Linked DNA regions of Mus musculus: region 2 is linked to region 1. The links are chromatin contacts, called in public HiChIP or PLAC-seq maps. All regions are on one chromosome and are shown on one strand. Each heading gives the region's core, a stretch centred on a gene start, on an enhancer-like site or on the middle of the called end of the contact. The rest is flanking DNA. Distances are from core to core; before and after follow the strand shown. Region 1 holds the start of Zfp160 (zinc finger protein 160). Region 2 has its middle 19 kb from the start of Zfp52.

Evidence for each region. HiChIP or PLAC-seq counts read pairs in DNA pulled down with a chosen protein or histone mark.
Region 2: an H3K27ac HiChIP or PLAC-seq map of embryonic stem cells shows a contact between it and region 1, with 5 read pairs. The contact joins the enhancer-like site here to the promoter of Zfp160 in region 1. A contact is called at or near these places in 1 of 39 promoter capture datasets (the 3T3-L1 cell line), 5 of 115 datasets of contacts at active chromatin or transcription factors (astrocytes, effector CD8 T cells, embryonic stem cells and 2 more) and 1 of 9 other capture datasets (adipose tissue).

What each region holds. Positions count from the first base shown.
Region 1 is chr17:21,007,282-21,010,542 of GRCm38.p6, reverse strand. Zfp160 (zinc finger protein 160) reads right to left here and starts at 1,602. Exons shown (of 5, transcript NM_145483.2): 1 at 1,557-1,602.
Region 2 is chr17:21,514,729-21,517,989 of GRCm38.p6, reverse strand. It overlaps a transcript of Zfp53 not described here. Among named protein-coding and RNA genes, the nearest start is that of Zfp52, 19 kb to the left of the region's middle. Within about 2 kb of position 1,644, at least 421 of the 459 cell types and tissues checked have an H3K27ac peak or open chromatin away from gene starts, as enhancers often do. A contact at or near this core is called in adipose tissue, astrocytes, effector CD8 T cells and 2 more, where this site is marked.

The sequences.
Region 1 (3,261 bases), core at 353-2,852:
TCATAAAAATGTCTATAAAATAATAATAATAAAAAAGATATGAGTTAAAGTACTTAAGTTGGTGCCTGAAGGAGAAAAAACATCACACATTTACTGTGACCGGAGGCAACACATTCTATGCTAAAAGTTAAGTGTTAGGGGGTTAGAAGAATCCCACAGCTCCTCCACACATTACCCCTGTCAAAGAAGGGTGACACTGTCTAAAAAATCTCACATTAGTTCTGGCTGTATAAGGACTATAAAGGATCAGTAAACACCAACAGTATTTATTCATTGAGAAAGTGTCTTAGTTATTTGTCTTAGTATTCCACGCCACCTTTAAAGTCTCCATTTTCCTACCCCAGCTTTCTTCCCACATGCTGGCATTACTGATCTGTGCCACCATGCCTAACACAATACCAGTTAATGCCCATCAGATCAAGTTTTGCAACTCTCTTCCATACCACTAAAATTCAAACAAAAATTAAGGGTTTTTTTATTTCAACAACAAAGACAAGCTCAGTAATAATAACCTTACTATTCCATCAACTTCTGCTTTATCCAGCCTGCCCCTCCCTCATTCTGCACTATCTTATTCACACTTTCTGAAGGGACTTTGCCAGCTCCAGCATGGTGACCATGACTCTGGTAGGCCTTGCCCCTTTCCTCTCTCTGCCTTGCTAAAAACTCTCAGATTACATTCCTAAAGCTACACCCAAAGTCTATTCCTTTATTTGGCCAATTCCTCCTCCTGACACTTACTATGAAGGCCCAGCTATCAAAGCATTGAAGTCTGGCAACCGAAAGGCACCTCTGGCTCACCTAATTAATGTGCCAGCTAAACACCTCGTCCTAATAAGGGGATTCTCATTTTACCTCTATAAGCCGCCATTTGCCTATGGGTCACATCTGTCTCCTCTCTATCTAGAAACAGTCATTTGTCCCACTTCTGGACAAATACTCCTAACCCCTCTCTCTTGCCCCTTTCTGCCCTCTTCTTTGTTCCCTTCCCCTTCTTCCTCTATCTCCTGTCTCTGACCTTTATCCGGGCCTTCTGTACCTCTAAGACAAATAAATCTTTGTGCTGAGAACTTGGTCTGAGAACTTGGTCTTGGAAGTTCTCCCCAGATACTTTCCCTTTCGCTTCCATCGCCTGCTTTTCTTTCTGTCACACATTATGGCAGTTTAGCTGTTCTCTCACCCTCCTCTCCACTCTTGCCAGCATCTCCAGACCCTGCTTTCTTTTTCCTTTCCACCAGGCGCCGCGGCAAGCTGCTCCTCTGCTATTCTGTCACCCGCGGCACTCTCTAGTACCGCATCACCTGGCACTGCCCGCACAAACGATAGTCATGTCTCCTCCCCGACCGCTGAAGCTTTTGAATCCGTGCCCCCGCTCCTTCCTGGCTCCATCCCCTCCCCTGGCTCCGCTGCCATCTCTCTCTCCCACGTTCCTACTTCCTCAGTCTCGCAGCTCTCCGCGTCACCGAGTGGAGCTTTGCACACAAGATGGGGACTCCAGGGCAGAGGTCCGGGTTCTGAGTGCCAGCAACCGGCCTAAAGAATCTGGGAAAACTCACCCAGCTACAAAATTTATGCAGAGCAAAACCGCTTCCGGGTCGCTGCGCAGGAGTGCATTCAGCATTCGCGGTCAGATCCGGGGTAAAATAAGGCGGGACCAGAGAACAAGTGATTGACGCTAACAAGGGGCGGTACCTAGAAAGGAAGCTGCTCTGAGAAGGAAATTTTAGGGCATGCTGGCCACTGCGTGCTAGTGGGACTTGGAACAGGAAACTGTTGCTTGGAGGGGACAGTATTTAAAGAAATGTTTATGGGCTAGAGAGGACCTGAATGCTGAGAATGGCGTGGTGAGGGCTTAGAACTGTTTCGGAAAACAGCGGGGTGGGGGTGGAGGGTCAAACCAAATAATGGACTAGAAGGGAGTGTGGGGATGCATTGGAGAGTAGGATAGTGCTCAAGTACAAGTGGGCATGGGTCTGGCTCTACAAGGGGATTCAGAGTAGGTTGTGTTCTTGGTGCACAGTTCTCAGTCCCTCCTTATTCTCCCACAGGTTCCTAGCTCTAAGGAGCAGGGCTCCTGAGCATTGTCAATCAGTAACCATGCATAGGTAGGAGAGTCGGGGACGATGGTGAATATAAGCAAGCATTGATTTTATTTTTAATTCGAAGAGTTTTATATATAAAAACAATTACCTATTTTAAAAGTTATATTTTCTGTTACAAAAGAGAATTGCATTCACAAAGGTCATGAACGATTGGCATTGAAGATCGATTCTTTTTTTAAGTGCCAACTTTTCTCTTTGTAATAAAAATAACAATTTAAAAATATTTTAAGTGCTTTTTGGCTTGAAAGTTTGAAACAGCATATAAGCTATTTTGGCATTCTCATTGAAAGTTCTTACTGTATCTACTTTAAATAGAAACAAACTCTTGCATACAAGTACATGTGTTCTAAAGGATGTTTGTGACAGCAGTCTGCAGATGTAACTGTCAAAGGTCAGCGGGAATAATTTGAGGAATGGCTAATGAAAAATATTTCTTCTCATTTCCACCATGTAGCATATCTACAGTTCATCAAACATTTCCAAAGGAAGTACACATAGAATTCAACAAACTATCACCAGTATAGAATAATGAGATGCACTGAGTTTCCCTGGTACTTCACCATTGCAAAGTACTTTCAGATACATACTTTTAAATATATAATGAATAGTAATCATTTCACCCTACACTACTGTCTCATGATCCCTACTACTTCCTGCTGAACATTTTAATATATGCATTATGTTAGTAGAAAGTCATTTGCTATTCATCCTATTGAAAGCAGTTGCTCAGAGTCTGGACATCCTCTCTGCAAATGTCCTTCAAAATGCCATGTCCTTGGGCAGGTTGCCCCCCTAAATCTGAAGCAGAGGTAAGAAAAAGAGAAGAGGAAACAAAGATATTTAAAATATGGTATTGCTCTTGAGAACCACTAGAAGGTGAACCATTTCCATAAGGATTCTTTTATCTCATGAATATGTGCCTAGGGTCCTGTACTGGCTGGTTTTGTGTGTCAACTTGACACAAGCTGAAGGTATCACAGAGAAAGGAAACTCCCTTGAGGAAATGCCTCCATGAGATCCTGCTATAAGGCATTTTCTCAATTAGTGAACAAGGGAGGGAGGGCCTATTCTGAGTGGTGCCATCCTTGGACTGGTAGTCTTGGGTTCTATAAGAAAGCAAGCTGAACAATCCAGGAGAAGCAAGCCAATAAGTAACATT
Region 2 (3,261 bases), core at 395-2,894, 510 kb before region 1:
ATAGTATAGTGTAGAATAATGGACTAAAATCCAGAATCTATTTAAAAGCAAATAAAAATATAATCAATAAATAAGTATATTCTGCTTATTTATTTTGCTCAGCATCTGCTGGAAGGGAAAATGTGCACATATTAAAAAGCTCTGCACATATTAAAAAGTTCATAAGATATAAAAGATATATAATATAAAGAGATTCCAGTTCTACCCAGTCAGTGTCCATACTCAAGTTCCTACACAATAACAAATGAACTTCTTTCAATTAATATTCCCTATACTAAACAGGTAAACAGACTACACTACGCAAAAAAGAAAAATGACAGCAGATATTAAAAGATATTTTCTACAAAAGATTTCATATCTAAAGATAAAAAATATTGAGAAAGATTTCTTTAAATGCCATGAATATGGGGTTCAGTAAAGATGGCTAGTGATCATAACTATAGTAGTGACAGAAAAGTCAAAAGTATTAACATACAAAGCAGAGAGTATTAGGAAATGGTAAAGAGTCCGTTAGATAAAAAGTCCTTGATCAAGAAGGGTGCATGTCACCAAACACAGAATGCATATATCCGCATCAGACAGAAAACAGAAAAATATGTAAAACCTAAAAACTGGTACATTGCCTCTTGTGCTTTTCAGACATGACTAATATCTAAAAGTTCTACAGGGATGCCAAGTCACTAAGTATATATATATATACCCTGGGAGTTAGCGTGGATGAGTGTAAATTCCAAGAGCTTGGTCCGTTTCACCTCAACAAAGAGAACTGATATTCTCTTAGAATATTCTAATAAGAATATTTTGGTAATCAGAAGATCAAAACAAAAAACAAGCAAACAAACAAAAACCAGGATTACTCCACTTTATATGAGCTAAAATGTATCCACAAGGGAAGACATCCACCGCAGAATTTCAGAGCCAGCTTCCTCAGGAACAGAAAAGAAACTGCTCCTTCCTGTTTCCTAGCCCAGCAGCTCTGGTAGCCTGGCTGCAGTTCCAGCTGCGCTGCTGATTGCTGACTGACTCTCCCAGGATGCCCCGCGGCACCCGCGGCACCCGCGGCAGCCAGGAATTTTAGTTTCCCCCAAGTCCACCGTATCTTTCGACCCCAGATCTGCACCACGCGATTACCCACGGTGCAGGACCGCGTGCACGGGGGAAACCTGTCGAAGCGACTTCTGGCTTTGGCTCTAGGTAAAACTTCTCAAACTTCAGTAATTTAGCGTCCCAGCTTCCACCCACGTGTTTCTCCTAATTCCTCACACTCTACACAGTTCCCCTACACATCTCCATTAAGTCGAAAATCCTCCCAATGTGCTTCCGGATCTCCGATCTCCAAATATGTTTCCGGGTGAGCATCTGCGCCCCATCAGAGACCAGTCCTTCCCACTTTGTCTCAGGCTGCCTTTCACACAGCTCCAGCTTTCAGGCTGCTCCGGCTCTGCACAGCCTCCACACACTCTTGTGAGAGCGCCGACCACAAGTGTTTTTGGAAGGACGCTCCACCCGGTATCTGAGCCCCACTCGGGGTTCTAAACCCTTTAGATAAACGACAGCTCCCACCCCCGCCCCACCACCACCAAAACTGGAGCAAGAGCTGTCCCTGAATTAGTTGAATGCCTGTGGATTCCTTCCCCTAACCCAGTCGCCTTGTCTGACCTTAGTCAGAGAGGATATGCTTAGTCCTGCAGTGATTATGTGCTGGGCGGGAGGGGCTGGGGGGCGCTAGTGAATACAGGTGTGGTGGGAATCCCTCTTCTCAGAGGAGAATGGGTGCGGGGAGGGGAAAAGCTGCGAGGGACTGGGGAACTGATTTGGGTAAGGTGAATTATAAAAAAGACAAACAGCCTAACGTCTCCACTGGACTACCAACCTCTGGCTTATATATTTCATACCAAACAATAATAGACTAAATTCAGAAGCGAGAGTCCCATCCCCAACACACAAACATTAAAAAGCCAAAACAAAATACTGAAATATGAACTTGGGGAGAGATATTTAAAGAACTTGGATTTTGAAAAGAAGTAAGTGGTAAGGCCTTTGCAACAGCCTAGGGGTGAATTAATCCCGCGCTGTACTGATTTCCCCAATAGATGGCGGTCTTGTCATTTAAGTCTTCTGTGACAGCGATGCTTTGAGAGGAAAAAAAGAGAACGTTCTGTTTTCCTTTTTTTTTTTAAATGGAGTGGTGAATGCAGCCTCTTGGCTGTCGCAGATGCAGAAAATAAGTGAAGTATGTGTTCCCAGGCCTAAAAACGTCAGCTACACCACCCCATCTCTAGCTCTGGGAACAAGGAAGAAGAGGTGGTTAGAAAATAAGGGAAAGGTTAAGACACACCATTCTCTAGACTCCATACAAGTATTGTAATCAGTAACCAATAGCAGCTGTCTTTACCTGCACTGGCCTCACACAAGACCACAGTCAGTCTAGGAAAGGGAACAACAGCTCCCCTTACCTCTCAAACATTGGCTATGGATAGATTGTAGAAGAGTCACTCACTGTCTTTAGTTGTCATCCTGTGCTGAGCACATCAGGTTCCAATACATAGCTCCAAACCCAGTCTCACAAATGGCTCTGGTTCATCTCAGTGGATCACAAGCAATATGAATAGAGATGAACACAGTAGAGTGACTGTTGGAATTGTGGACCAGGATAGTGGAGAGGTAGGAGGTGAGAGTGGGCAGTATTAGATATGCCCATATGCACACACACATTCTGTGTATATATTCATATGAGTATGAAACAGCTAATAATAGAAATGGGGGCTCATTCATTCATTTATTGAATGTAGACAAGGTTTTCTGTGTAATCCTGTGTTTAATGGTATGTGCTACCATGCCCAGCTCAAGTTTCTTTGAAAAGACCACATGAGTGTGGAATTTTTGTTGTTGTACCAGTATCTGGTGGGATTTTTGTTTGATAATTAATTGGTGTGTTTGTCCATGAGGGAGACATTCCACCATACCATGATCATTATTTAGTTAAATGTAAAGGAATAGTTAGAGTAAGGAAGTCTTGTTTTTTGTGTGTGTTTCAAGAAGTATTAAATGTTAAGTAGCTTTGCGGTTAGCTCTTCTTTGCAGTTCTGATAGAATCCTGTCGATCTAATTGTGGGGTTAATTTCAGGGTTACATTTTATAATTGCTTAAGTCACATTGCTACTTTGTGGGGAGCCGCCCTCACATTCGCCGTTACAAGATGGCGCTGACATCCTGTGTTCTAAGTGGTAAACAAATAATCTGCGCATGTGCCAAGGGTAG